Linked DNA regions of Mus musculus: all the other regions are linked to region 3. Evidence: chromatin contacts called from public HiCAR-type, HiChIP or PLAC-seq and capture Hi-C data. All regions are on one chromosome and are shown on one strand. The core of a region is the stretch at or near the end of the contact, and the rest is flanking DNA. Distances in the headings are between cores, read along the strand shown.

Evidence for each region. HiCAR-type assays count read pairs that join an accessible place to other places. HiChIP or PLAC-seq counts read pairs in DNA pulled down with a chosen protein or histone mark. Capture Hi-C pulls out chosen DNA fragments and counts their contacts.
Region 1: a HiCAR-type map of embryonic stem cells shows a contact between it and region 3, with 5 times the contacts expected there. The contact joins the promoter of Tbx3os2 here to the enhancer-like site in region 3. A contact is called at or near these places in 1 of 39 promoter capture datasets (embryonic stem cells), 1 of 15 datasets of contacts at CTCF or cohesin (embryonic stem cells), 14 of 484 Hi-C or Micro-C datasets (colorectal tumor organoids, differentiating embryonic stem cells, embryonic fibroblasts and 6 more), 17 of 115 datasets of contacts at active chromatin or transcription factors (craniofacial prominence, embryonic basal ganglia, embryonic forebrain and 8 more) and 1 of 9 other capture datasets (embryonic stem cells).
Region 2: a contact with region 3 is called in an H3K27ac HiChIP or PLAC-seq map of embryonic stem cells, with 8 times the contacts expected there. The contact joins two enhancer-like sites. A contact is called at or near these places in 1 of 15 datasets of contacts at CTCF or cohesin (stem cell-derived epiblast-like cells), 8 of 115 datasets of contacts at active chromatin or transcription factors (embryonic stem cells and stem cell-derived neural progenitor cells) and 1 of 9 other capture datasets (embryonic stem cells).
Region 4: a capture Hi-C map of embryonic stem cells shows a contact between it and region 3, with 3 times the contacts expected there. The contact joins two enhancer-like sites. A contact is called at or near these places in 11 of 39 promoter capture datasets (3T3-L1-derived adipocytes, the C10 cell line, the HPC-7 cell line and 7 more), 8 of 115 datasets of contacts at active chromatin or transcription factors (craniofacial prominence, embryonic basal ganglia, embryonic forebrain and 5 more) and 3 of 9 other capture datasets (embryonic stem cells, embryonic tail and embryonic trunk).

What each region holds. Positions count from the first base shown.
Region 1 is chr5:119,689,344-119,696,223 of GRCm38.p6, reverse strand. It overlaps Tbx3os2 (T-box 3, opposite strand 2), which reads left to right and starts at 5,006. Exons shown (of 3, transcript NR_040416.1): 1 at 5,006-5,216.
Region 2 is chr5:119,707,836-119,715,230 of GRCm38.p6, reverse strand. No RefSeq gene overlaps it. Among named protein-coding and RNA genes, the nearest start is that of Tbx3os2, 20 kb to the right of the region's middle. Within about 2 kb of position 4,925, at least 19 of the 459 cell types and tissues checked have an H3K27ac peak or open chromatin away from gene starts, as enhancers often do. A contact at or near this core is called in embryonic stem cells, where this site is marked.
Region 3 is chr5:119,095,540-119,103,078 of GRCm38.p6, reverse strand. No RefSeq gene overlaps it. Among named protein-coding and RNA genes, the nearest start is that of 1700081H04Rik, 8.9 kb to the left of the region's middle. Within about 2 kb of position 5,223, at least 13 of the 459 cell types and tissues checked have an H3K27ac peak or open chromatin away from gene starts, as enhancers often do. A contact at or near this core is called in differentiating embryonic stem cells and embryonic stem cells, where this site is marked.
Region 4 is chr5:119,652,611-119,660,388 of GRCm38.p6, reverse strand. The region is part of intron 1 of Tbx3os1 (T-box 3, opposite strand 1); the gene reads left to right. Gm16064 (a long non-coding RNA gene) reads right to left here. Exons shown (of 2, transcript XR_878735.2): 2 at 1,127-1,372. Among named protein-coding and RNA genes, the nearest start is that of Gm16064, 10 kb to the right of the region's middle. RefSeq lists an enhancer at 7,639-7,778. Within about 2 kb of position 2,403, at least 6 of the 459 cell types and tissues checked have an H3K27ac peak or open chromatin away from gene starts, as enhancers often do. A contact at or near this core is called in embryonic stem cells, where this site is marked.

The sequences.
Region 1 (6,880 bases), core at 3,757-6,256, 590 kb before region 3:
TTATCATCTCTGCCATGAGTGAGTTTGCCAACTAGGAGTGGCAGTCACAAATAAACAAAAACAGGGAGATGAATCCTGTGCACTTTAGGGCTCCCGGATCCACTTGATGCCATCAGATACCAGCCTGTTTGCTTTTGAGCGAGGTCTATAAAACTGAATCCCTTGACTGACCATTGTTCTGTTGTCTTTCGGGGCAAGGGGGCATGCTTCCTGTTTCCCCACAGCATGCTGACCAGGAAAGACATGAAGTAAAGGGCAAGAGGTCTGGGGGTGGAGGCCCGACTGTTTCTGTGTGTGCATGAGACCATATTAAGCAGATAGAGACGCAGGCCCACAACTACAATAATAACAGCTTCCGTCAAGCTCCCTGAGTATCAGCCCCAGGGCTCTGGGCTCTATCCATGTCATCTCCCTATGACCCTATAAAGCAAAGATAGTTTTATTGGTTTTTTTTTCCCCCTCCAGTGTTGTAGATCAAACCCAGGGCCTTGTTCAGGCCAGGAGAGTTCTCTGCCCCTGAGCTACACCCCAACTTGAGCGGTCTTGTTTTAAGAGGAGAGAACTGAAGACTCTAGAGAGTTTAATCGCTTTCTAGGGCCACATAAATCAAAAGCAAACTGGGGAGTTAAAGACACCAATATCTGACTCCAAGGCAGGTGGCGCAGCATAGTTATTTATATAATTCCAGCTCCGGGGAAGCAGAGGGAGAATTAGAGAGTTCTAGGCTAGGCTGGGTTACATAGGGAGACTCTGGCTTAAACAAGGCAAAACCAAACCAAACAAAAATTAGAGCCCCCAAATTTTACTCTTTGCAGTGGGGTGGGTTGTCACGAAAGGCTTTGTCAGATTCCCATCTTACAATTCTGCTTAGTTTTATCTCTGAATACACACGCGTCCATTGTCGCCTTGATATTTTTGCATGTTGAGCGAGTGGTGGTTTTGGAAGAACACGAGGGGCTGAGCAAACCCCCGGCTGGACAGGGTTTGTGGAAGCACAAAGGTTAATGACCTGCAACACAAATTGGCTGGCTGGAGCGGTGGTCTCTCTGCCCCTGGGGCTTTGTCCCTGCCCTTCTCTCCTTTGCCGAAGGGCCTTGTTCCGTGGGGACAAAACAAACAGGGGCTGTCAGGACCGAATTGGCCTCTTCAGCCACACAATGAGAAGTGGGAGTGGGAACAATTACTCCAGACACAGCCCCGAGGTTTACCTAAATTATCTGGGTAATTGCCTCCATTTTAAGCTTGGATTTGGGCTCTGAAAATCCTGGAGCTTCAAAATGATAAATAATGAGGTTCTCATTGAGGCCAAAGTCGAGAGGGGGCTGGGGGCAGAGGGGGACAGAGAGGCAGTCTTGGGGGGAGGGGGGACTTGTGGTGAGGTCTTGTTTGGGTGGGAAAGCTTGCCTGGTTCACGGAGAGTCTTCCAGCCTCAGTTTCCTGGGCTGGTCCTCAAAAGTGGGGGGGGGGGGTCACTTGGAAATGGGGGTGGGGGAGAAAAGGGGAAAAGAGAAACTGAGGAGAAAGGTGATCAGAGGTGTGGGGGGAGGGAAGGGGAGGGAGGGGAGGGAAGGGGAGGGAGGGGAGGGAAACAAGACAAGAAAGAATGGGAATAAAAGAAAGAAAAGAAAGGAAGAGACAGGGGTGGAGAGGGAAAAGAGAGGTGAAGAAGTCAAGGACAGCTCTTGGTGTGCCCTGACTTTGTATAGGATGAAGTATTAGCTTCAGAAAGGAATAAACATCCCCTGTCTCCTCCACACAGCCTGAAAATAAGTGTATACGTGTACATGTATACACACACACACATACAAATGCACACATGCACACACATGCATACACAGATACACATACACATGCACAATGCACACATGCATACGCATGCACACACATATACACAGACACACATACACATGCACACATGGGCACATGCATACAAACATGCACCCATGTGCACACACATGCACACATGCATACACAGACACACATACATGCTCACGCACATGCATACACAGACACACATACACATGCACACACACATACACACACAGGCATGCACACAGACACATGCATACACGCACATAATGCACATGCATGTGTGCACTCACACACACACAGAAACATCCCAGGGAGCTTTAGCCTTTGTCTCCCAGCTTCAAGCTAAATGGATCACTCTTGTTCCATCTCCCACCCTCCTTGATCAACCTTTAGCTGGGTTGTTTTCAACAGAACACAATGTGCAAGTGAGTGAGCGTGGTCAGGTTTCATTTGAACTTGACTGAGTAGTTCTATGTGTGTACTGTTCATTGAGAAAAAAATTTCCTTCCATTCCAAGGGTGGTGGTGCATGCCTTTAATCCCAGCGTTCAGGAGGCAGGGGCAGAAGGATCTCTGTGAGTTTGAGGGCAACCTAGTCGGGAGAGAGAGAGAGAGAGAGAGAGAGAGAGAGAGAGAGAGAGAGAGAGAGAGAGCCTGTTTTTTAAAAGGGCAAAACAAAACAAACGTCCCTCATGCATCTGGAAGGTAAAGTGGAGGGTTCTGGTCCGCACCAATCACCCTAGTGCTTAGGATGAGGACCCGAGGCTCTGAGGCGAGCTAGGCAGTATAGTGATGCAGTCTCTAAAATGAAACTTGATCTATTGTCCCCAAATCAAAATAAAACTGTAAGCAAGGGGCTGGAGAGATGGCTCAGCAGGTAAGAGCACTGACTGCTCTTCCAGAGGTACTGAATTCAAATCCCAGCAACCACATGATGGCTCACAACAACCGTAATTAGATCTGATGCCCTCTTCTGGTGTGTCTGAAGTCAGCTACCATGTACTTATTCATTATTATAATAATAAATAAATCTTTGGCCCAAAGCGAGCAGGGACTGGGCAAGCAGAGTCGTCTGGAGCGAGCAGGGTTGACCGGAGTGAACAGAGGTCCTATATTCAATTCCCAACAACCACATGAAGGCTCACAACCATCTGTATAGCTACAGTGTACTCATATACATAAATAAATAAATCTTAAAAAAAAAAACTGTAAGCAGGGCTGGGGACTTGGCTCAGTTAGCAAGGTGCTTGCCCTAGCACACATGCACAAGCTCTGGGTCTCATCCCTAGCACCACGTAAACTGGGTATGGTAGCAAATGCCCATGATCTAGCACTTGAGACATGGAAGCAGAAGGATAGAGTTCAAAATCATCACCAAATCGGAGGTCAGCCTAGACTATGGGAGACCTTGCCTTCGAACCAACTAACCAATCAACCAAATGTAACCTTCCTTATCAGTGTGAAAGCAAGTGGTGGGTACTGTCAGCCTGTAGGTCATGTCCTGTCCACCCTGTCAGTGTCTCCTTGTGCCCACAGGGAGAACAACAAGGCGTGCTAGAGAGACAAATGGTTTGAAGCAAAAGGAGAAACCGGGATGCAGAGGGTAATCTTTTATATTGAACACTCCTACAGGAAACCTTTTTTTTTTTTTTTTTTTTTTTTTTTCCGGCTGGCCCATCATGAACCAGGACTGGACAGGAGTCCCAGCCCAGTCCTGAAGTTCAGCAAAGGCATTCTGGATGAAGTGCCAATGATGACCTCAAGAGGGCGTGCCTGAGGGACTCGGACTCAAGCAGTGGCTCCTAACCAGGGCTGATGCTGTCAACGTGGTTCAGGGCAGCATCCAAAGACATCTTAGGTTGTCTCCCAAAGCGTCTGTCTAGTGGGCAGATACCAGAGCTAAATGGCACTACCCCTTCCTGAATTCATAGACAGGACATCCCTGAGCTCATAGAACCAGCCAGTTGTCACCAGTGCCCAAGTTTGAAACCTAGGCTGAGGGAGCACTGGGAGAAGGAAGGTGACAATTTGGCCTTGAAATAGCTTGCTTCTGAAGAGTCGGGTGGCGTGCAGTTGAGAAAGGAGAGGCCAGGTCACTCCTGTCCGAGGAGGCCACTGAAGATGATGCTGTTCTATGATCATAGGACTTTTTGAAACGTGCTTCCGAGCAGGACTTTGGGATCATTCCCACTATTGGATAACTGGTAAGTTTGAGGTGAAGCAGACAGTGAATTTGATGAGCTCCAGATACGAGGATTGTGAAAGAGGGAGTCAAGGATAATCATTTAGAGACATCCACAGGAACCCAGTGGTCCAAGGACAGCTTAGAGACAATGAGCAGAAAGGTACAACCTGGGCATCATTCATCCTACAAGACCGTCATCTTCATCCTCACACAAGCTCCAAAAATTCTCTGCCATCAAGTTACATGCTGGTCCTTGGAGTATTTTAATTATCTAATAAATCGATAAAAATAATTAAATGACAAAATTAATAACTAAATCAATTAATCATAATAAAAATAATTAATAGAATAATTTAATTAACAAGTATGTATACAATGTATGTGAGTGTAAGCATGTGGATATAGCTCAGAGGACAGATTCTGGGAGTTTGAGTCTCCTTGCAGCTTATGAAGTACCCCAGGCTGGCCAGACTGTGACTTTCAGTTCTGACCTCCACTCCCACGCCCCATCTCCCCGTAGGAGTGCTGTGAGCTCAGATACATTCCTCCACATCCGACTTTTAAAAACGTGTCTTCTGAGGTTCACACTCAGCTGCCAAGCTTGCTCTGCCGGCACTATACACTCACCTCATGGCATAAGAGATGTTACACAACTTGATCAAGGTACCAAAGCAATATTGTAGCAAGGTACAAAAACAGGTCCTGTTGTTTTTATTCTACATCGTATCTTTGTGCCTCAGTACCATGTTTCCCTCCTTCCCTTACTTTATTTTTGTGCAACTTGGCATAGAATCTAGGGGCAAGCTCTACCATCCACCCCCAGCCCTCTTTCTTATTTTTAAGAGACTTGTTCTCTGCATTCGAAAAATCTCCGTGAACTTCTCCGGTGCAACCAGCAGATGGCAGCAAAGGAGCGGCTTAGCGAAGCCATGGGCGCCTGACTCACGCTGGCCGCAACTGCTCATAGCTTTTTCCCAAGGGAAGAACCCAGAAGCAGCTCAGGTAGAGTGCAGTTGTCGGTTGCCCGGTCCTGTTTTAACCTGAAGAAATCGAGAAGCGCCAGGAGGGTGCCGCTCCCATTCCAGTCATCTCCAAAGTGGTCCTGTTTAAAGACAGAGCAAAGGACCTGTATCCTCATCATCTGGAGAGGCAGACACCTACCTACACTTTATGACCTGCCTTCAAGAAAATCCTGGGGGCAGGCTCGGAGTGGAAGAGAGGTTGGTGTGGCATTTGTCTTGAGAAATGGGTGGTGTCTGGTGGGCAGGCTGGAGTCTCTTGAGTCAAGCAGGCAGCTTCCGATTTCATGGATGGTATTTTTGAAACAAATCTTGGGGCTGAGCAGGATACAGCCGGGCTGAGCTTACTCGTGGGGTAGCGAAGAGGCCTTCCTCCCCAGTAATCAGAAGGAAATAAAGAAAAACGGACCATAGATGTCCCCTTTGTTTCCTGAGCGTTTCTTTAGATGGTCATGGATTTTTTTTTTTTATGATAAGTCAAAAATTACACAGTAGTGGAGAAAGGTAGAAAACACACCCAGGCTAGCCTCTACCTTCTTCCTAATTCGAGGTCCTCTGTGCAGGCTTGGCTTGGGGGGGGGGGAGCCAATTACATATCACTGAAAGTGTTCCTGCGTTTTTGTTTTTTCTCATCTTTGCTCTGACTTCTATACAGGTGTTCCCCCAGGCCCCAGAGTAGCCTTCCTCCAACATCCACACAGGTATTTCCCAAAAGCCAACCCCACCCCACCCCACCCCTCATGTATGTCTTAGTGGAGAAAGTTTGGGATCCCAGAACTTGGAAGAGTCTGACGCAAGAGCACTGAGATTTGGTGGGGAGAGGGGTCCACGTGGGATGCAGGAGAAAAGGCTGTCATCAAACAAGATACCATCAAACAGAAAACTAGAATGTCCTGAGAGGGTTGGAGGGGGCATGGAGCAGAGGAAACCTGGCTAACCTTGACAGTATGGTGAACATTGAAGCCACATCCCCCCCACTCCACCCAGTCCCAAGCCGGGACCCCAGAAATCTCCCCACAAAAGGGCCTCCCCTACAGTTTCCTATACCTTCCACCCTGGCCTCTAGTGAGAAGTAATTTTGTTTTATGAAAAGTAGTTGCTTTTTATTGCCTGGGATAGCCTAGAGAGGGTGACCCTCCCAACAGGAAATTAACAGAGAACTCATTGAGGGTGATAATGACTGCTCATAATCATTCGGCTGATAAGTTAATATAACTGATTAATCAACTAATTATACAGTGCCCGAACACACCTACTTCCTTCAGCCTTCCCATTTAAAATAAGCAGGCTAAGACCAGGCGCTACGAGTGGGAAGTGGGAAGTGGGGAGTGGGGTGTGTGTGTGCTAAAGTTAAATTTAACCTAGGCAAGCCCCAGGCTGAAGGCACCATCTTAAATCTTAAGTCCAAATGTTCCTAAACCCCATTGGTTATTGTCCCCTGAGCAGTGTGTGAGTAGGTCATTGGTTAGGATCACACATCTCCGAGAATCTGAACTTCTACTGCCCTTTCAGAAGGCTGTGCACATGTAAACTACATTTTCTGTGTAATTTTCACGGGCTCCTCAAAAAATAGCCCTATAGAATAGCCAGTGAGCTCAGAGTAGCTGACCTTGGGGAGAGCAGGCTGGGCTGGGCCGATAGAGGGGTTGCTTTTCCTGTGTGGTGGCTCCTGAGTTGTTTGGTTATGGCACTGTCTTTCCAAACCTGCTCTTCCCAAGGCTCTCTGCCAGATTGGGAGAACTGGGAGATAGCTAGAGCTACTGCCAGGGTGAAGAATGCCTCTTCTAGGCACAGAGAGATTTAAAAAAAAAAAATCCTACAAGATGCTGGTTCTGGGGACTGAGATAAATGAATGACAGCCCCAC
Region 2 (7,395 bases), core at 3,676-6,175, 610 kb before region 3:
TGGGGTGGGGGTGGGGATGGGGAAGAAGTCTCATGAGATAAAACCTATCCGACAGTTCTGAGAATCTGCCCTGTCCCAGGACTTGGTTAAGTCAGGTCAACCTTGCACGTCCTGGGTGCTTGCCCTGCCTGTTTTGTGCTTGGGAAAATGGGGTTCAGAGGGACATGCAGTTTAACCCAGAGAGACAACTGTGAGGGCAACGGGGCTCTGTAACATCTGCTCGCTGAGTTGAGAGCTTTTTTTTTTTTTAAATCACTGTAAAACTGAATTCCCATAGATAAACCAGGTGGAGAATCAAAGGCAGAAAGACACACAATTGAGGTGGGCCCCGATGTCACAGGTCCAAGGATAAAATCCACAGCCACAGCCCATGCCTGCCACACCAGCACTCTTCTGTTAAACAGCGATGTGGGGGGAAGGAGGAGGAGAAGAAGGCAGAAGCAAATGCAACCATTCGAAAAAAAATCCGTAATTATTAGCATGATGACATTGCTGTATCATTATTAATAGTCAATCTCTTCGCAATCCCATCTGATTTCCTTCCTCTTTTCTTTTATTTTTAAGATTTATTTATTTATTTATTTATTTATTATATGTAAGTACACTGTAGCTGTCTTCAGACACACCAGAAGAGGGCATCAGATCTCATTACGGATGGTTGTGAGCCACCATGTGGTTGCTGGGATTTGAACTCAGGATCTTCGAAAGAACAGTCGGTGCTCTTAACTGCTGAGCCATCTCTCCAGCCCCCTCATCTGATTTTCTATGCACATTAGTGTTTGTAACTTGAAAAGCCAACAAACAAAAAACAAACTCAAACAGTCTGGGAAGAGTCGTGGCCTCCCTGGTTTGTATCCAGTCGGCTCTGGAGCTGCCTTAACTCACTGGCATCTGCTGTTGACCTCATTCTGAGCTCTTGCTGAACTTCTCTGGGTCATGTCATGCTCACATCAGCCCAGCACCTCCAAACTAAGAGAGAGTAGTGTTTCCCTCCAGGACCTAAGGACACAGTCCTTTGGATGGGAGGATCTTCCTAGAGCCATTCACAGAAGCCAGCAACAGAAAGCTTTTGGTTGGAGCCTGCAAGATGGCTCAGCAGGTAAAGGGGCTTGCTGACAAGACTAGCAGCTGGAGTTCAAACCCCAGAGCCCACAGGGTAAAAGGGAGAGAACAGATTCCTGCAAGGTGTCCTTTAACTACCACAGAAGCATTGTGGTGTGTAGGCACCCACACACAATAAATAAACAAATGTAGTTAAGTGATTTTTGTTTATATAGTTTGTTATTTTGTTCTTAATTTGTAAAATTATTCATTTTATGTGTGTTTTGCCTGTATGAATATATGTATGTATGTATGCATGTATGTATGTATGTATACCACATGGTGCCTATGAAGGTTATAAGAGGATATCAGATCCTCTAGGACTGTAGTTACAGATGTTTGTGAACTACCATGAAAATGCTGGGAATCGAACTTGGGTCCCCAGCAAGAGCAACAAATGCTCTTAACGGTTGAGCTGCCATCTCTCCATCCCCTAAAAATATTTTAAAGTGGGCGTGGTGTTGGATATAATTGATCCCGTCGCTAAGGAAAGACAGAGGCAGGTAGATCTCTGTGGTTGAGGCCAGCCTGGCCTACATCGTAAACCCATGCATCGGATAAATAAATAATGTCAACTTAGGAAGAAAGCTTTTAATTGGCCCAGTCACAGTCATTTGGGGAGCCCCTGGGTTTTACTCCAGATGTAGCGTGCACGATTTGTACCAGTGGGCTTGCAAGTGAAATATCAGTACAGCTAAAACGGCCTGCCTCAGCAAGAATGGGGTAATCCAAGCTTGTAATTCCAACATTTTAGAGGCTGACGCAGGAGATTGTCGAGAGTTTAAGGTCAGGCAGGGCCACACCTATTTCCAGATCGACCTGGGCTCCAAAGTGAAACCCTGTCTCCAACAAATAACGACAATGAAACAAAGAACTAAATAAACAAACGGAGAAAATAACCTTTACTATAGTGAGCCACATGACCTGGAGCTGACCTTGTGACGGCTGATGTGTGCTCTCAGTGGAGCCTTCTGGAAGCAAGACACAACTGTTCAAATTCACTCTTTTTTCTTCTTCATACTCAGAACGTGCAGGCTGACGTGGCCGCTCATGGCCACGAGGGGGCAGCAGAGCCCCAGCGTCGTCTGCCGACCCAAGGTCGGTCGGTGGTGGCTGCCTGTCCTCCACCGCAGGAAATTGCAGGCGCCTCCTGGTTTAAGCAAAGCTAATTGTTCAAGAGTCCCAGACTTTTCTGGGATCAGATAAAGCTGGCTGTGTGACTTTGAACAACTCATTAACCTTTCTAAGCCTTAAGAAACGATAGATAATGGCCAGTGACTACGCCAAAGGCATTGTCGTTAAAAAAAAAAAAAAAAAAGTAAAGGACACTGTGTAAAGCGCTGTCCGGCAAAGACAGGATCAAGAGGAAGCGGGGTTCAGGAAGGAGGGCTCGATGTTTGTCACAACAAGTTCATAAAGAAAAAAAAAAAAGCGCGGAGACTTGAGCAAAGTCCTGCATGTCTGCATGTTTATGGGGGAAATGAAGACCCAACAATGGCAGGGCATTAACCGAAGGGAACTGTTTACTCTAAAGGGTTTGCACTCCACGGAAGGCAAAACAAGAAGGCTGGGGAACCCTGATGCAGAATGTGAAGTCACTTGCTGCTGGTGTAAAGAGAATGCAGTAATGTGTGTGTATGTGTGGTGTGTGTGTACACACACGCACACCTGTGCATTTATGTGTGTAGATGTGTGCACGTGTCTGTACGTGTGCACTTCAGATTCGGTCATCTCTTGCCACCTTGTTTCAGACAGGTCCTTTTTGTTGGTGGCCACTGTGCTGCAGCCTAGCTGGCCTGTCAGCTCCCCAGAATTCTTCTGTCTCTGCCTCCCACCTCACCCTGGGGACTGAGATTGCTGATACCCCAGGTGCTGTGTGGGTTCTGGGGAATTCAAAGTCAGCTGCTCACACTTTACCCCAGGGCTCTGTTCTTTTGTTTTAGGGCAGAGTCTGCTAAGTATCCAGGCTGCCCTTGAACTTCCTTTCCCTGGCCTCCCGCACTTGCTAGGATTACAGATGAGCACCGCTGTGCCTGGCTATGGTGGCTACTTTACAACACCATGGGAGAGTGGATTGAGACCAGTGAGGTTGGTAGATCTTTAATCCTAGGACTTGGGAGACAGAAAAAAATTCAGGTGAGAAGCACAAACACTCTCAAGTGACCAGAGCCACCTGAGCAGTAAGAGCACTGCTGGCTCCAAACACTGGATCTCAAATTATACTACGTAGTTAGAGCAGCACAAGATTTGACTTTCTCAATGTTCAACTATGCATCGTGTTCATGCAGTGCCCATGGGGGCCAGAAGAGGGTGCAACGTCACCTGAAACCTGAGTTACAGATGGTTGTCCCCTGTCGTGTGGGTGCTGTGAATCCAGGTCCTCTGGGAGAGCAGCCAGCACTCTTAACCACTGAGTCATCTCTCTAGACCCTTGGTTTTGGGGTTTTGTTTTGTTTTGTTTATGACAGGGTCTCCTTATGTAGTCCTGGCGGGCTTGGACACCTGTCTCTGCCTAGACAGTGCAGGGATTAAAATGTGTGACATCGCCGTGCCCTCTTCTGGCCTCCTCCAGCACCAGGTAGCCACGTGCTACCCAGGCAGAAGATCTATACACATACACATACACATAAAGTCAAATAATAATTTTAAGATATTTTAGGGGAAAAATGGTAAAGCAATCGGGGTGTGGAGACTGAGGCAGGAGGATTGTAAGACTGAGCACTGCCTGGATATATTGGAGTTGTGGAGGGGTAGTAAAAAAGTAAGACGACCTGAGATCAAATCCCAGCACCAGTGTAAAAAGCACTGGGGACAGAGACAAGCAGATATGTCCCAGGAGGTCAATGTCCAATTAATTAATTAATCAATTAATTTTGTCTATGTGTGCATGAGTATGTGTACCACTGGACCCGAGTGAAGATCAGAGGTCAAGTTATGAGAGTCTTGCCTTCCACCATGTGGGTCCTAAGGATTGAATTCAGGTCCTCTGGCTTGGTGGCAAGCACCTTTATCCACTGAGCCACCCCCTGGCTTGTCCAGGGATTTTGTTTCATGTTCCTCTCCACCTCATCCCCTTTGGTAGCTCTTGTTTGAGCTTTTGTTTTGTTTTCTGCTAGGGACTGAAGAAGGGACTCCAGACCTCAGGCATGCTAGGAAAGCACTCTACCACTGGGCTGCGCTCTCGGCCTCTCTTACCCGCTAGGTCTAGGTCTTTCTGCGGAGGCACCACATCTGAGCACTGCATTTTACAGAGGAGAATTGGCGGCTCAGAGGATGACCTTGTTTGCCCCAGGTTCCATGGTCGATGGACATCCGAGAAAATAAAAGGTTGCTTCTCCCCTATTCCAGAGATGACTCCAGTTCACTGTAAGCAGAAAAAAGAAAGAAAGAAAGAAAAAAGAAAGAGAGAAAGAAAGAGAGAAAGAAAGAGAGAAAGAAAGAAAGAAAGAAAGGAAGGAAGGAAGGAAGGAAGGAAGGAAGGAAGGAAGGAAGGAAGGAAGGAAGGAAGAACTCAACCTAGTCTAACCGATAGCGGACTGTACTCTCTGTCACGGTGAAGATGTTTTTAAAGCAAACAAACAAACAAAATAAAAGAGCAAACAAACAACACACACACACACACACACACACACACCCCAAACCAAAAATAAAAAATAAAATAAAAACTTCATTCAATGTTTATTTAGTTATCCAGTGTTGAGCCAACCTAGGGCCTTGCGCCTGCGCACAGGTTTTCTACTGCTGAGTCACACCTACAAGCGGACATGGGATGGGATTCAGGTGATTGTGATCACGAGACTCTAAATTCAATTCCCAGCCTCGTCCTAGTCAGGGAGCGGGCTCTCTCTGCATCTGGACCAACCACTGTAAAAGACTAAGAAGCAGAAACAGGGAGGCGTCTCCGGGAGGTATGAATTGGGGTGGAGGCGTGGGTGGGGCCTGCGGTCCACGTTTAACCTGGTTTTCTGCCAGACTTAAGACTGAAGCTGAGAGGGAGACGGTACCGAAAGCGGGGAGGCCCTGAGGCTGGAGACTACCCTCTAGTCCTTCAGGAAAAGGAATTTGCTGTGCTAAGTCCCCGAGGCCAGAGGGGGACCCTGAGAGTCAGGCGCTAGGAAATCAATCCAGTGTCCTCTGCTTGTGTTGCAAACAAACAAGATTAGCAAATCAAAGCCCTAGCTTTCTTACTGAAGCAGTCCTGCCCCAGGGGGAGGATCCACTAGAAAGTGCTAATCCACGGACAACCTCGGCTTCTTTTACCTCCAACTGTGTGAGTAGGGAGCTACCCACCCTCTCTGTGACTCAGTTTCCTTGGGCTTAAAAAGGATATCATTGGGCTGGTGAGATGGCTCAGTGGGTAAGAGCACCCGACTGCTCTTCCGAAGGTCCAGAGTTCAAATCCCAGCAACCACATGGTGGCTCACAACCATCTGTAACGAGATCTGATTCCCTCTTCTGGAGTGTCTGAAGACAGCTACAATGTACTTACATATAATAAATAAATAAATCTTTAAAAAAAAAAAGGATATCATTGTAGGAAACCACTTTGTAAACTTTTTAAAAAGAATTTAAAATAACGTTGCCGGGGTTTTGTTGAGCACTTACAAGCGCGCCTTTCGAACCTGGCTCAGCCATAGAGCAATGCGCTGGAATCCTCTGCAGAAGAGCTGGGGCTGGGTTTCAGTGGTAGAGCTAAACTCAGAGCACTGATTTAGAAATCCGCTATGGTGGTGTGGCACCCTGGGGCTGTGGCTCTGGGGCAGAGTGCTTACCTAGGATGTGCAGGATCTCGAGTTCGAGCCTCAGCACTAGGACATGAACTCAACTCCCCCCACCCCGTATAGAAAGGACCTAATTTCTGCATCCATATTTTGTGTATCGTGTGGCTCACAACTGCCTTTGTGGGTAGTGAGTGTGCAGATGCATAACTAAATAAAAACAAATCTGGCTCTGTACTCAGAGCACGGTGTGTGTGTGTGTGTGTGTGTGTGTGTGTGTGTGTGTGTGTGTGTGAGAGAGAGAGAGAGAGAGAGAGAGAGAGAGAGATCCCAGCACCCATTTGATGGCTCACCAGAATCTGGTGCCCTCTTCTGGCCTCCATGGGTACTGCATGTGCGTGTGTATAACACACACACACACACACACACACACACACACACCCACACACGAAGGCAAACACTCACACATAAAGACATAAAGTCAGATCTTTAAATATGGCATCCTACTGAGGAATAGTCAACTATGTTAGAGAATAGTAATTGATAATTTTAAAAAAAAGGTGGGAGATCCGCCTGGAAACAGGGGAACCACACTTTACAATAACAACAGAACAATTCGTAGTAACAATCGAATTGATGAGTACGTTTCAAAATACTTTTCTTCTAGGATAGTTGCTTGGCTTACACTCCTAAATTGGGGGGCAGGAGGAGAAGGCAGAGAGGTGGACCCCCATTATTAACCCAGCTTCACACTGTTAGGAAAGGTGATGTAACCTATACAGCAAGAGCATGCAGATATAAATGCACAGAATAGTGACCAGGATCTGGAAACAAATGTACAGGCTTTTGCACATCTAACCACGTACAACCAGATACACCTGACCCTCTGGTCACTTTCTATGTAATTGTATGGTGCAGACAGCTGAATGTGTGTCTCTCTGACCACACTGAATGCAGAGCAAAGGCTGATGAGGGCGTGCCATCTGGGCAAATGCTTAAAGAAGACTTTTTTTGCGAAACTAGACTCCCCGAGGATCCAGAAAGACTCGCTAGTCTCCCCCCAGCAATAAGCAAAAACCTAAAGGGTAGAAGGCACCCCAATTCAAGGGAATTCCTAGACCTTCCACCTCAAACCCAGCTGCTGATTCCCTGGGGTACACAGGCTAGGAACCCTGATGTTGTCATTTAAGGATGCCTTTCTCCACGACGGGCTAGCCTGAGCTGCACAGTGAGACCCTGGCTTTCCTTCCCTGCCTTCTGTATTTGTAAGGAACATACTGTGTGGCCGTCCAGAGAGCCAGGTTCAGGGACGTCTTGGGAAGGTGTCACTGCCCCCTGCTCGCAGCAACCTCCTGCTCACTCTTCTTCTGTCTGTTCTTTTAGCGAAGGGAGCAACAGAGAGACAGAAATATATCGACCTGGGCAGAAGGTGCCCATAGAGAAGATCCTTCTGGAATCACACTGGTGTGAGGCTGAGATCTCTCCCTCTGGACTTGGAGCTTCTACAGACATGGTGATTTCACAAAGGTGAGCGTGTGCCCACTCAGGGTGGAAGGAGAGAGGGAGAAGGGAGGAG
Region 3 (7,539 bases), core at 3,974-6,473:
GAAAGCTGGGATCAGTGAGGACAGATTGTAGAAGCCCTGATCCAAGAGCCTGAGTTGTCAGTTCCCATTTGATAGCCACGGCACTCTGTGGACTTGGGTAAGTCTCTTCCTTCTCTGGGCTTTGGCATATGTGTTTGGAAACCACACAACACAACACAAAACATACAAACAAGAAAAAAAATATTAAAAGGGAAGTACCTGACTGTACTGAGGCCCTCTTGGTGCTGAGAAAGTTTGGGGTAATTTCCAAAACAGCCATGACAATGAGCTGGCATTTGGAGACTTCATGCGATCCTTTCTCAGAGACAGCCATCTGTATTCATTTACAACACCTCCATGTCTCAACAGACGCTGTCTCTCTCGGGACATAGAGTGGATTGTTTCATGCTACTCTTGCCTCATGCCTGGGTGTAAAGAGGAGACCAGAACCTCTGTGGTAATGATGGGGTCCAGTCATCCTTGAGGAAAAGGGGTGTGGCTGAGGAGGAGGGACTGTGAGGTGATATCTTCTGGGCAGGACACGTGGCACTGTGCTCAGGAACTCAAAGCAGCTGTGCTGACCTGTATAAGATCAAGTCAGTTAAAATTCCAGCAAGGATGATGGAGGAGCTCACAAGGCCCCACCCCTGGCTGAGGAGCAGTTGATGGATGCTGGAGGGAGGAGACGTGCTTTCTTCTGAGCGGAGTGGTCACTGCTAGATTACCTGTGCTCTAGTGGGTGATCCCACACCCCTATGCAGATGAGCAACATTGATTGGAATAAGTTGTGAGGAAGAGGAGGAGGAGGAGAGAAAGGAGGAGAAGGGAGGAGGGAAAGGAGGGAGGGGGAGGGGGAAGGAAGGAGGAAGAAGGGAGGATGGAGGATGGAGAGGGAGGGGAGGAGAGGGAGGGGAGGAGGAAGAAGTGGGTGTTGGAGGAGAGTTCAGGGGAAGCTGGAGGAAAGTAATAAGAGGTGGATATGACTAAATACATTGTATACATGCATGAAATTCTCAAAGTATAAATAAAATACTGTATTTTAAAACCTACAGACAGCCAGGCAGTGGTGGCACACGTCTTTAATCCCAGTACTTGGGAGGCAGAGACAGGTGGATCTCTGAGTTCGAGGCCAGCCTGGTCTACAGAGTGAGTTCCAGGACAGCCAAGGCTATACAGAGAAACCCTGTCTCGAAAAACAAACAAATAAACAAACCTACACACACCAGCCTGCTTCTCTGTTGCTATGATAAAACACTGGCCAAAGGCACCTTAAGGCAAAAAGGGTTAGTTTAGCTTACAGGCCTATATCATGATCCATCTTTAAGACAAGTAAAGGCAGGGACTCAAGCAGGAACCTAGAGGCAGGAACTGAAGTAGAGGCCATGGAGGAGGACTGCTCACTGGCTTGCTGCCCTTGGATTGGTCAGCCGGTTTTCATACACCATTCAGGACCACCAACCTCAGGGTGACACCACCCACAGTGGACTGGGTTCTCACACATTCACCATCAATTAAGAAAATGCCCTACAGATTTCCTGGTAAATCAATCTGTCAGAATCAACTTCTCAATCTGGGTGCCCTATTTCCAGGGGACTCTAGTTCATGTTGAGTTGATTAAACCCAGCCAGCACACCACAAGGAAATTCAATCAATTGATTTTTAAAACAGAGAAAATTAACAATGGAACGGAAGCACTGTGCTGAGCACCAGAATATAGCTGGTTAAGTGACTGCCCACCCATCCATTTGTCCCCAAACTCTTCAGCCACCTGTCACCTCCACATGTAAGTACGAGCCTTTCATCCACTCAGGAATGCAGCCACCAGTCCCCTCCTGCCTCTTATGCTCCATACAAAAGCCTGCTCAGAAACAAATGCTTATACATAGGTTAGGTGTACTGGTAGCTAACATTTATGACCCCAACACATAGGAGGTTGGGCTAGGAGGTTGGGCTAGGAGGTTTGCAAGTTCTAAGCCAGCCTGGGAAACAGAGTAAGACCCTGCATCCAATCAACAATAAGAAACATATTATACACATGTATGTGCATGCCTTGACTTCACTTAAAACTACATACAAGTGTCAGCTCAATCTATCAATTCACTCAGTCCATACCTGTTGAAACATATACACACACACATACACACTCATATGCACACATATACATATACACACGTTATACATGCACGTGCAAACTAATATATACAAAATAAATAAGCAAATAAATACATGTAACAAATTTTAAAAGGGGGATTATCAGAAGCCCCAAGAGACATCTAGAGACCCCAGGTCTGGGTAGATACAGGGTATTCTAAGTCAGGGGTCATTTCTCTTGTAAAGAGAAACTGGGGGACACTAATACCCTATTGAAGGTAAAATCCTGATTCACAGGAAGACATACATATGCATCCTAGGCACCTGTGACTAGGTTGCATTGCCTTACACGAATCAGAAATTGCACGATGTGGTTAAGCTAAGGACCCTCGGGCCGGGAGATCATTGTAGACCAGCCAACTGGATTCAAAGCATCACAGACTCTTAAAGGAGGGAAGGAGAGCACCCAGTGTGTTGACACACACCTTGAATCCCAGCGCTTAAGAGGCAAAGACAGATAGATGTTTGAGAGTTCAAGGATAGCCATGGCTACACAGAGAAACATTGTTTCAAAAGGTGGGGGAGGGGTCAGAGCCAGAAAAGCAGAGTGGTGTAAGCCCAGGTACCAAGAAGTATAGGCAGCTTCCAGAAATGGATATTTTCCCACAGGATCTGGAAGGGAACATTACAGTGTCACCCCTGGTCACAGTTCTTTGTGTGTGAATCCCAGCTCCACCACTTCTTAATCCCCCCCCTAGAAATATGGCACCTGTTTGTTACTTGCTAGCTGTAGAGAGGTGTGGAGATGAACCTGTCTCCCAAGGTCCCAAGGATGGAATGGGCCCTACTGTTATACCGAGTACTTGGAGCTGAGCCTGCCTGGAAACACCATCCCTATGTTAACGTGAGGTGCTCGAGAAGGCAGAGAACACTGTGGGAGTGGTTCCAAGGGCAGCCAGGCACCACACATTGCACTTGTCTTTGTTAAGGCCACCTGCATAGGCTTTTGTGCTGCCCTCAGTAGCTGCAGGTGTCTCGGCCTTGGAGCCTCCCGCTTTGCTTTGTACCTCTCCATCTCTGATCATGTGAGCAGTCAGGAGACAGAGAGAGCCCATTTTGCTCTGCAGCTGAAAGACTCTCGCAATCACTCCCAATCCCACCAAAATGCACTCATGTGTATACACACACATGCACACACTCATATGTGTGGTGCACACACACCCACATATACACATGCACCATATACATAGGCATCTGCACACACACACATATGCCGGTGTGCACTCACCCACATGTATACATGCACAGGCATGCACATAGACACACCCCACACACATCTGAGTGCCTGTGCACACACACATGTACACATGCACACACACAGACATGTGCACACCCCCCCACACATACATGCACACACTCATGCTGGTGAACATACACCCACATATGCACATGCACACATACATAGGCATGTGCACACACACACACTTGTACAGGCACACCCACATATACACATGCACATAGACAGAGGCGCGCCCACACACACACAAACACAGCCTGATCTCTCCACTGTTCATACTGGAGTACAGCCTAGCAACCCTGAGCTGTTGCTTCCCAAACCCCTATTTACAGAGGTTTTGTTTGCAGAGTCGGATAGTGTTGTTTTTCAGAGCATCTATTTAAAAACCAGAATGCCAATGCTGTGCCAGGTCAGGCTGAGAACCATGAAGATAAACACATGTTCTTGACAAAGACGACACTTTTCCCCAAATCATAAACGACAATGAACGCTATTGTGCAAAATCTGCTTTTTCCATCCCTTTATTCATTAAGAAACACAAAGGTGTTTGTTGTAAGAGATCCTAAATATTTGAATCCAGTCCCCTGTGACTTCTCCCTGAATTCCAGAAGCTGGCTATCTGCAGCAGAGCTTTGAAAACTCAGGCCTGACTCTGAGTTCCATTGTGTCCATCCTGTCTTCTTTAGGCGGGGTGGGGGGTGGGGGGTGGGGGTGGGGTGGGGGGGTTGCCTTTTAGGTCAAGGCAGGCATAAAGGAATCTGTTTTCACCTGCTTGCGACAGGTGGTTTGGTCAGTTCTGTGCCTCAAAAACATTAGAAAGCAGTAATAGTTATTTTCATTTATTTTCTTATTCACTCATTCAAAAAGGTTCTAGGGCTAATTCCAAGGCAGGCTATAAAGACAGTGGTAGCCGGGTGGTGGTGGTGCATGCCTTTAGTCCCAGCACTTGAGAGGCAGAGGCAGGCAGATTTCTGAGTTTGGGACCAGACTGGTCTACAGAGTGAGTTTCAGGAAAGTGACTACACAGAGAAACTCTGTCTCATAAATAAATAAATAAATAAATAAATAAATAAATAAATAAATAAATAAATAAATAAATGGATAGATAGATAGATGGATGGATAGATAGATAGATAGATAGATAGATAGATAGATAGATAGATAGATAAAATACAATGGTCACATCCCAGCAGTAACTTAGGCAACTGGCAGGCTGAGGCAGGAGGATGGGCAGCTTCCAGCCAGCCTGGGCTGAATATGAAGACTGTTTCAAAATAAAGAAGGAAGAGGAGAAGGAAAGGAGGAGGGGAAATCTCGGTGGATTCTGATAGGTTATTTCTCTGCCGCAGGTGAAATAAACCAGATTAGATTATATTAAAGGCATGTTTATCAAGAAGCTGTTCTTGGGTGGGCGAATTCACTGGCCCCAATGACCAAAACCAGGGAAGTAGCCATGGGGAAAGAGGGAGAGGGGAGGGAGAAAGAGAGAAAGCAGTGAACGCACAGAGTGAAGAGAAGAAGAAGAGAAGAGAGGGAGAGACCAAAATGTCTGGATTGTATAGGGAACAGCCTCTGGGGGAAAGGCAGCCCAGATGTGGGCTGGAAAGTTCAAGGTTGGGGGCAGGATATGCCAGGTAGGGACTGAGGGATGCTGGGAGAACCTGGAGGCCAGGTCTGCTTTGATATGTAAAATATGCGCTTCAGTTCCTTGTCCCAGGTTCAAAACCAAATAGTTCCCAGTTGGTTCTGTGAAATGACTGAATACCGCTCCGCATCCCCGCCCGCCTCATAGCTGACACAAGCCTGGAGAGCCAAAGCTGAGAGATCCTAGCAGAGGGAGAGAGCCCCAAATCCCTCGCGTCCCTCCCTCATGCTGCCATTGTTCCCGGCTGTGCAGGCTGATCCCGGGAGTGTGCTCTGAGCTCAGAGTAGAAGATTGAATTGAGGTGGGACCCGCTTGCCCCTCCACCCCCTCCACCCACTCAAAGCCGGGATGATGGTCCTTGCCCGTCCCCGGGATCTTGGGTGAAGGTTTTCATGCGGACTGGGGGAAGGGCGGGGCGCGAGCATGGCTTTCCAGAATAAAGTCAAAGATAAGAGATTAGGACTCACAGGCTCCTCTTTCCCCAGAGTGCAGTTGTCTTAATCCAGGGCTCCCCTGGGTAGGGAGAGGCTGGTAGGCTGGGGGAAAGAAGCCGGGGGGGGGGGGGGGGGGGGGGGGGTGAGGGGGGGATGTCCTGATTCAAAAAGCAAATCTAATCTCCAGCAGAGAGCAACTACAGGGCACACTTCCGTCCAAAATAATCACAGCCCTTCATTCTGATCAGGCTAGAAGAACACAAGAGCATGTGGCTAACCGACTGGAAAGTTGGAGTGGGGAGTAGGTTCAATGACATACCCAGCCAGTGGGAGACAGAGGGGGGGACAAAGAGTACTTCTCTTTGAGGCTCAGGGTATTATTATATTCATCCATTATTCACTCAACAAACACTTTGTAAAATGCGCATGTGTATGTGCATTGGGAGGAGAGTGTAGTCAGCTTCTATGCACACAATGTGCCTGTAGATGTCAGAGGTCTAACCTTCCATCTGCTGAGGTCGGATCTTCTTTCTGTTGGTACTCCAGGCTAGGGGACCTTGTGGATTCCATGTGTGGTGACAGGCTAGGGGACCTTGTGGAGACCATGAACAACGACCAAAGATGCAGAGTGCACAGCCAAGAGCATGCAGGAACAGGAGGATACAGATACTGAGCCCAGAGTGTTCAGGGAGGCCTTCCTGGAGGAAGAGGAAGCCATGCTGATTAGTCAGCCAAAGTGGAAGAAGCCAGGCATTGTATGGTTTACTAAGCAGCCTCCCTGGGCTCTGTCCATCCATGTCAGGAAGATTGCCCACTGCCATGAGATCCCCAAAATCAGGGGACCCTTTGCCTTCTGGCTTATGATCCCCATCTCCACTCTTGCCCAAGGTTAGAGATCACAGCCTATCTACAGTCACATGCTTAGACCGTGACACATGAAGTCGGAGGTGGAACCTGCTTGCCCCTGTACACATCCCAAACCAAGTTGGTCCTGGTACTGCTCAAAGCTCTTTTCTCTCCCTGGGATCCTGGGCAAAGGATTGCATACCAGAGGATAGCCATGGCAACATCATTCTGCAGTGCCCATGTCCTGTCTTTTAAATCAGAGCATCTCACTATCCTAAATTGCACCAAGTAGCAAGCTCTGCTCACCAGTGAGCCTTAGGCTTCCAAGCAACACATACGCTGCTTTTGTCTGTGGATCCTGGAGTTCACGCTCAAATCCTCATGCTTGCGGGGCAAAGTACCTCACTAACTGCGCCACCTCCACAGCCACAGTTCTACTGTGAGAAAGTAGAGGTTGACACAAGGTCCGGCAGGTTTCCAGGGGTGTCATATGCATGACTTCCTCTCTGTCCATGATGGATTCAGCTCTTGTCCCTAACCCATACCCACAGGCAGAGACCTTCAAGTCACTCGTGGGAAATCAGCTCGGAGCTGTTTGGGCTTCGTATGGTCAGTGAATTCAATGGAGAGCAAAAGACCAAGAGCATCAAGGGGCATAAATCTGCCCGATGAGTGTGGATTAAAGAGCTCTCAGCATCCCAACGCTACACCTGTAATTACAGCCGCAATGAAGCTGAGTGAGCTCTGGCTGATGGAGGATGCAGGTGAATCTCACCTGTCACTGTGTGGTGCATGGCTTTGTACTGTGGTTTACGGCCGGCCATGCCTTGGGGCTCACAAGCAAAACGCCCTACCTCACCTCATCACCGTCAACCCCGGTTTGGAAAGGATTCCTTCCTATCCAAAGACATCTGCTTGCCTGGACTGAGAAGCCAAACAAGACCCAGATACCCCTGCAAGGGTTTATTGCAGGATTAAGAAGAGATACCCTTCCAACTTCAGACCCAGATGAGGGTAGAGAGGAAGGAGCAAAGTCTGTGTTGACATCAGGACCTCCGAATCCTGTGACATGACATAGGCGGGACCCGCAGATCTGTTACCAAGACAACAGCCACCATATTCTCAGAATCCACTTGGCTCACCTCTCACCTTTACCTGCATTATGTCATTATTCATAGATATATATGGAATGCTCTCTCTCTCTCCCTCTCCCTCTCTCTCTCCTCTCTCTCTTCCCCCTTCTCTTT
Region 4 (7,778 bases), core at 1,154-3,653, 560 kb before region 3:
CTCAAGAGCCAAGGTGCCAAAAGGCACTTGGTTTCCCAAATCCCATAGCACTGCGCCCCTTTTTGCAAAGTTTGTTTCTCCCATCCTTCCTCACGCTCCCCTCCCCTCCGCTGGGCAGAAGTGAGGGACTCACATGAGGCATGCTAGGAAATGGGAGGGAAAGGGGTGGGGGTGGGGGTGGACGCTGGACTGGGAACATCCATTCCAGAATTCAGGATTCCTACTTTTAAGGGGTCCAGGATATCTTGGGGTCTGGACAGTACGGGTTGTCAGATGGCTTCAGTGGTCCTAGAAGAGACTCCATCAAAGTCATTAAAACTTCAGACTATAGGCTGGAGAGATGGCTCAGTGGCTAAGAGCAATTGTTGCTCTTGCAAAGGACGCAGGTTGAGTTCCCAGAACCCTACATGATGGCTAACAATGGTTTTGTTCTAGGGGATAAGACTCTTTTGTGGGCGCCCCTAAATACATGCAGGCAAGGCACTCATAGGCATAAAATAAACAAGTAAATAAATATTTTTAAAACAACTTTAAACCTCAGGCTAAAAGTGGCTCTTGTCATCCCAACACTCAGCAAACAGGGTCAGGAGGACCCTTGCAAGATCTTGGTTTGCCTGGTCTACACAGGGACTTTGAAGCCAGGCAGGGCTACACATCAAGATTTTGTCACAAAACCAATGCAAGAGAGAAGCTTGGTCTACCACATTGGAAGACTTCAAACACGTGCTAGGACTTGATTTACAGAGCAGGAGAGGGAGGGAGGGAGGGAGGGAGGGAGGGAGAGAGAGAGAGAGAGAGAGAGAGAGAGAGAGAGAGAGAGAGAGAGAGAGAGAGAGAGAGAGAGAGAGAGACTGTCTCACTCACTCACAGAGCTTCTGTGGTCTGGGAGTGGCAGGGAGGGAGACCTGGCTTTCCTATCAGTTTTATCAGAGCCAGGTTTTTAGAAAGTAGTCATTCGAGGATGAAAAGAATGTCAAAGAAGACACAGAGACTAAAAGGGGAATACTCATTTGGGCTGCCTGTGGTGGTACATGCTGCTGAGGCAGGAGGATTACAGCAAGTTGGAGACCTGCTTGGGCACTATAGCAAGAATAAGCAACAACAACAACACAACAAAAGAATTGTGTCTAGTTCCAAAAATACATTTTAAGGGAATTAGTGCTTCTCCAAATGGATTCTAATGTGCAAAACAAGTCCAGGAAAAACAAACCTATTTTGAGATGATAGAAATGAAGCTTGGTGTAAGTGCTGGAAAACCCGGGTTTCCACAAGTGTTTGCTGAGTACATTCTAACTCCCGAACACTGCACACCATTCTGGAAGCTCATGGGAGGAAGGGTTCCTTCCAGGTTGGCCGTCCTGAGTTTTCTTTGCTGGGGTTAAAAAAGAATACATTTTAGCCCATTTTGAAGACAAGAAAACAGAAGATCTAGGAAGCAGGGGGTGGAAGGAGACAGTTAACTCCAAGGTCTTAAAAAAGGTAGCACTAGACAGTGGCAAGGTGACGCTACGCAGGTTTTCAGTCCTAGGAAGGTTAGCTGCTGGGAACTTCGGAAACTAGGTCCAACAGCCAGGTCCCCACAGGGTGAAGGGCACTGGCAGGCATCACCATTCGTACTTCTCCAGAACTGCTAGCTTCCAGAATTGAGATCTAACTGCTTCCACTCAGTGTGAGCTCTTTGCTTCTGAGTGGATTGAGACCTCCTCCCAAACCTCTAAGGAGGCTCACTCCACAGCACCGCTGTTGAAATAGCACCCGCCAAGGAATCCCATAATCCTTTTCCCCACTCCCTGTCAGTCCCACTCCCCATCAGTGTCCCAATGCCTTAGACCGCTTTCCAGGTAACGTGAGCCTTGAGTGTTTGTTGATTGGCTGGATAGACTAACTCTCCTTTAATTTTTTTTTTCCAGGAAACACATGAGAAGTTGGTTTATGTGTATGTGTGTGTGTGTTTTGTTTTTTTTTGTTTGTTTGTTTGTTTTTGCTTGTTTGTGAATGAATAAGGGTGAGACTGGTGGATAAGGTAAGAGTGATTTTGATATCTTCTGGTGCCTGAGAAAGCCACTTTCCAGCAGCTTTGGGAAGGAAGGCACTTTGACTTTGTCTATATTTTCGCCCTATACTTCGTTAGGATGATGGATGAGGGAGAGAGCCCACCCCACTGTGAGGTCAACTTAATAGACTGGGATCTTCTCCCTCCACTGAAACTGACAGTTCTTCCTCATGGCTGCCTGCTGGGTTCCACCCAAAAGGTGACTTTTCGTGTCTAGCTCCCAGGAAGCTGAGTGTCCAGTCTAGCTCCATTCTGATGAGCCTTCAGGCAGCCAAGGCTGGGAAATCACATCCCACTCCCATCCTGGATAGAGGGCTTGGCTTGAATGTATCACCTGGTCCTCGGACTTCCCAGACATGGGCAGAGTCCCTCCTTGAATCTCTAGGGTTCCAATCAGACTCTAGACCATCTCAGCTCCCAGTCGCTTACTCAAATAAGTTTTTTTTTTTCCGACAATTATTTGAGAAATTCTCCCGGGAACAGGAATGGCCACAGTTTTCTCACACCTCAGATGCATTTTTGTTGCTCTTCGGAAAAGGCAGGTAATTTCACGGAGAAGCTCATTTGCCCCAGGTAACTTACTGACACACTGGGGCACCTAGAAGCCCGCAGCTGCACAGCCAGTTTCTTCTTGAGCCTTTTTAATCTCAATGGGGATGCTTGGTTGATGACTGGGTATTACCCTCGCCCCCTCGCCCCACCCCCACCCCCATTACTGTAGAATCACTCACTATGCAGCAACCTTGAACTTCCAATCCCCCTGCCTCCATTCCATCTCCCCAGTGCTAGGGATTCGCATGCTGATCAACCCCAGAGTTTCCTGCATACTAGGCATGCACTCTACCAATGGAACCACACCCAAGTTGGTATCTCACTGGCTTTGGGGCTTGGTCCAGGAGAGCTGCGAAATTGGTGGCGGTCAGGGAAGTGGCTGGAGGACAAAACCTAAATTTTGGAAATGGAGATCTTTCAAGATTTTTTTTTAATGTATAGACAAGTGTGTGTGTGTGTGTGTGTGTGTGTGTGTGTGTGTGTGTGTGTGTGTGTGTGCAATCGATATAGTCCAGACAGCACTTCACAAAGGGGCTCCAGGCGGTGCCTCCTCAACACAGCCTCTTACCCACCGCCCGTCGGGAATTAATTGAGCCCTGAAAGAAGGAACCAAGGAGCTCCAGATAATTAGTCAAGAAATGAATCAAGCCCCAGCGGTCTGGCCAGGACTCCTAGGGCGCTGGTTTTGTGCAAGCCCGAATGGGTCACTGGGTCGGTGGGGAGCTGGTCTTAGGCCGGGTGTGGCGCGGCGGGAAGCTCGGCTTGGACGCCTGGGCCCGGCGCCCTGAGCACTGGCTCCTCCTTCCGTCTGTCTGTTTCGGTCTGTTCCCCCCACCCCTGGTTTCTTTCTTCCCCTCTGATCTTGGCCGTCACCCCCCTCTTCTTTCCGGTTCTCTCCAGTTCCCCCCAGACTGGATTGATCGAGGTTCTTGTGAGCCCTAGCCTTAGGCTGGAGGCATCTGGGGATTCGAGATGCTGGGGATGGTCCGAACCCCGAGACTGAGAGGGACCTGCAGGAATGCCACCTCCACCCGCAACTTTGGAGACCAGAGACTGCTATATGTCACTAGATAGAACTCTTCCTTCTTGAGCCATCCGGATCTGAGGTCCAGATCCGAGATCCCAAAGCCCTGGGAAATAATGAAAGATTTTGAAGACATTTGCTAACACTGGCCTGCGAGCTCTCCCTTAAGAACTTACGACCTATATACAGCTCAGTATTTACTGAGGCCTACCAAGTTCCCACTTGACAAGCTCCTTGAACAATTGCTTCAGTGGAGATTTGGGCATTCCAGTCTGAAGCGGGCATCCTGGGCATCCCGGGGAAGGAGGGAAGTGAAACACTCCTCCAATGAGCTCAGAGCACTGGGATCCTTTTTTTCCCTGGAGTCCCATAGCAAAAGAGGGGAAAGGCTGGATGTCTCACTGGCTAGCTGTGCCCTTCCTCCTGCCACTGGTTTCTTAGGGAACTTAAGACACAGGTGTGCTCCTGCCTTAGCCTGATAGCAAATGCTTAGGACCAACAAGAGTGTCCCCAGAATTGTCTTACTGCCTTACCTCCTTTAGATAAGGAACCAGTCTGTCTCTCTGTCTCTCTGTCTGTCTCTCTGTCTGTCTCTGTCTCTCTGTCTCTGTCTCTGTCTCCCCCCCCCCCCCCCACTTCCTCCAAACATCCAGGTAAACTGCCTGAGTCCCTCCTCCTCTCCCGGGATATGCTTAGATACCTATCAAACCCACCCACCCGGGTTGTAGAGGCAACCCTGCTCTCAGACTACAGCCTGAAACAGGTCCTTTTTTTCCCCCCCCCCTTTGATGGTGTGGTTCAAAGCTTCAAGGTGCTTATGCAGCAATAGGGGTAGAGTCCTGCCTCTCACTGGAGGCTCCCCTCACTCCCAAAAGGCTCTGTAGGCTGCAGGCTGCCTCTGTTAGGCTTATAAAGCCAACTGCTTGGAACTTTGGTTTCCCTGTACCTATGGTAGAGGGCAGGACTGGGAGGGGGTGGCTGGTGACCTGACTGCAGTGTGTAGATGAGGTTCAAGACTGGAGCCTCCTGTGATTGCTTCCCAGAGGATCACACTTGCTTGTGGGTAAGCCACATCTTGAAGGGGCACACTGAACACGCCTCCCCTTTCACACTTGGAATGGTACACACCAACCTCTGTGATTCTAGTGTCCCCTAGGTGGGACCCACAACTATTTATTGCCAGTTAGCTGCCAGGGGCTAACACTCCAGAGTAGACAGGGTTGACTCTGCATGCCTGTGAGCTCCAACATGACTTATGCTTCTGCAGACCCAGCCATGGACTCTAACAAGGTTCTGGTACACCTCCTTCAAAGAGTGGGGCCTAGAGCCCAGAACTCCTGAATGAGTTCATTGATCTTTCTCTGTAAGCCTTGATTACTTTTCAGAAACAGAACAAAGTGGCTCCTGCTACAGGCGACATGGTAAGGAGTCTCAACTACAAGCCTAACTTGGGGCATATAGTTAGTGTTCAGTAATTAGGTATTGCTGTTTTGCTTCTTGTTTTGAGACAGAGTCTCCTGTTTCTCAGGCTGGCCTGGAACTCCATATACAGCAGAGGATGGTCTTGAACTCTTGATCCTCCTGCTTCTACCTCTGGGGTGCTGGGATTATAGGTGTGTCCCGCCACAGCACACTTCTGTGCTTCTGGAGGTTGGAACCAGAGCTTTGTCGTTGCCAAGCAGATCCTCTGCTAACTGAGCTACACCCCCCAGCCCTTGGGTGTGTTAAACCCCTAGAATTGCTTAGCTTTTTTGTCTTCCTTCTCTCCATCCCTTCCTTTCTTTTCTTTTCTTTCTTTTTCTTTTTTAGATTTTAGGACATTTGATTTTATATAATAATGAGATATTTTGTGGATGGCACCCTGGTCTAAAAACAAAATTTATTCATGTGTTGTATACATAGCCCAAAGGCAATTTGTTTAGGTTTGGTTCGTACTTATTTGGAGTTCCAGCCTCATTCTGTAGCTCAGGGTAGAATGGAATTCAGCATGTAGCCCAGACTGACTGGCATCAAACCCATGACCCTTCTGCATCAGCCTGTTTAGAAGTAATTTTTTTTTCTTTTAGATCATATTTTCAATGTGCTCCCAACACCTGAGGTTGGGAGAGATGTCTCCATATATGGCATCATATTTGTATAGATTTATTTATTTATTTATTTATAGACAGGGTTTGTCTGTGTAGCCCTAGCTGCCCTGGAACTCACTCTGTTGACCAGGTTGTCCTCCAACTCAGAGATCTGCCTGCCTCTGCCTCTCAAGTGTTGGGATTAAAGGCACGCACCTCTATGGGCCAGCAAAAAGAAAACATCTTGCCAAAGGGGTCAGGGGACAGAGGGGCTGAGTTGTCTTACTCTGTAGTCCAAGGTGGTCTGGAACTTTCTTATATAGCTCAGAATGGCTTCAAATGCATGGTCCTTCTTCTGCTTCCAAAGCCGTCACACCTGCAGCCTCTCTATTTTTCTTCTATTTTGTTCTCTTACTTAACATCTTATTATAATGCCTTTTAAAACTATTCTAGCTGACATGGTGCTGTATGCTTGTCATCCTTGTGTATAGAAGGCGGAGGCAGAAGGATCTCAAGCTCCAGGTGGGCCGAGGCTACAGAGTAAGACCCTATTTCAGCAGGACCTGTAAAGCATCCACAGAGATCTTCAACTCTGCCCACACTGTGTCTGGAAAAGGCAGAGAGGCGTTGGCAGGAATGGTGGAGACAAGACAGCTCAAAGCTCAAGCTGGCATTCTGAAGTTCAAACAAGCTCAGAGCCTAGAAAAATCTAAATCCGAACACAGAACACCACCACCTTACTAGTAAAGCACCCTGAAACACATGGGAGCTGTCACACCCCGAAAGCTCCACTTGCTTCCTGGGCAGGCGAGTTTTGGAGGAAGACACTTTGGCTTTCCCGGCCCATCCTTTTGATGTTGGTGAGGAAGTTCATCTTTGTGCCTCTCCTCACATAGTCTGACCTCCCCCATGATCAGAGCCACACGTCAGATTTAGGCTCCCGTGTCTGTGGCTTCCTTTCTTGACTTCCCTGGTTTCTTTCTCCTCCTGGAAAGCTGTTGGGTTTGAATAGCTGTATGCCTGGCTCTCCTATGTTCCGGGTCTGCCATGGTGTGTGGTGTATGGGAAAGCTTGGAGAAACAACTGCGTGCCCAGTGGGCGTCAAGAGTTTATCTCAGGCTGGGCGTGGTGGCGCACGCCTTTAATCCCAGCACTCGGGAGGCAGAGGCAGGCAGATTTCTGAGTTCGAGGCCAGCCTGGTCTACAAAGTGAGTTCCAGGATAGCCAGAGCTATACAGAGAAACCCTGTCTCAAAAAAAAAAAAAAAAAAAAAAAGAATTTATCTCAGGGTTGGAGAGATGGCTCAGAGGTTAAGGGCACTGACTGCTCTTCCAGAGTTCAATTCCCAGCAGCCACACGGTAGCTTTCAACCATCTGTAATGGGATCCGATGCCCTCTCCTTTTTTTTTTTTTTTTTTTTTTTTTTATGGTTTTTCGAGACAGAGTTTCTCTGTATAGCCCTGGCTGTCCTGGAACTCCCTCTGTCGACCAGGCTGGCCTCAAACTCAGAGATCTGCCTGCCTCTGCCTCCCAGGTGCTGGGATTAAAGGTGTGAACCACCATGCCCGGCCTCTGATGCCCTCTTCTAGTGTGTCTGAAGACAGCAATGATATACTCATATACATAAAATAAATACATCGTTTTAAGAAAAGAGTTTATCTTCTTCTTACTCCCCAACAGCACACTGTAACAGCTGTCATGTTCATTGCATTTGTACCAGCCATTCCCAACCTTCTGTATACTGCGACCCTTGAATACAGTTCGTGCTGTGGTAACTCCACAACCATAAAATTATTTCCATTGCTACTTCATAATTGTACTTTTGCTACTGTTTTGGATCATAATGTAAATACCTGTGTTTTCTGAAGGTCTTAGGGGACCCCCTTGAAAGGGGTCACAACCCATAGGTTGAGATTGGCTGACTTACATGTTATTAGGTTACTTAAGTCAGCTAGAGGTCACATGCAGAAGCTCCGAGTGCAGTCAGTGGCAGAAGGCACACATAGAATTCCAAAGACCCTGGGTTTTAATCCAGTATCAAAATACCAATTCTAGTTCCTATGAAAACTTGGAGACTTTGCTA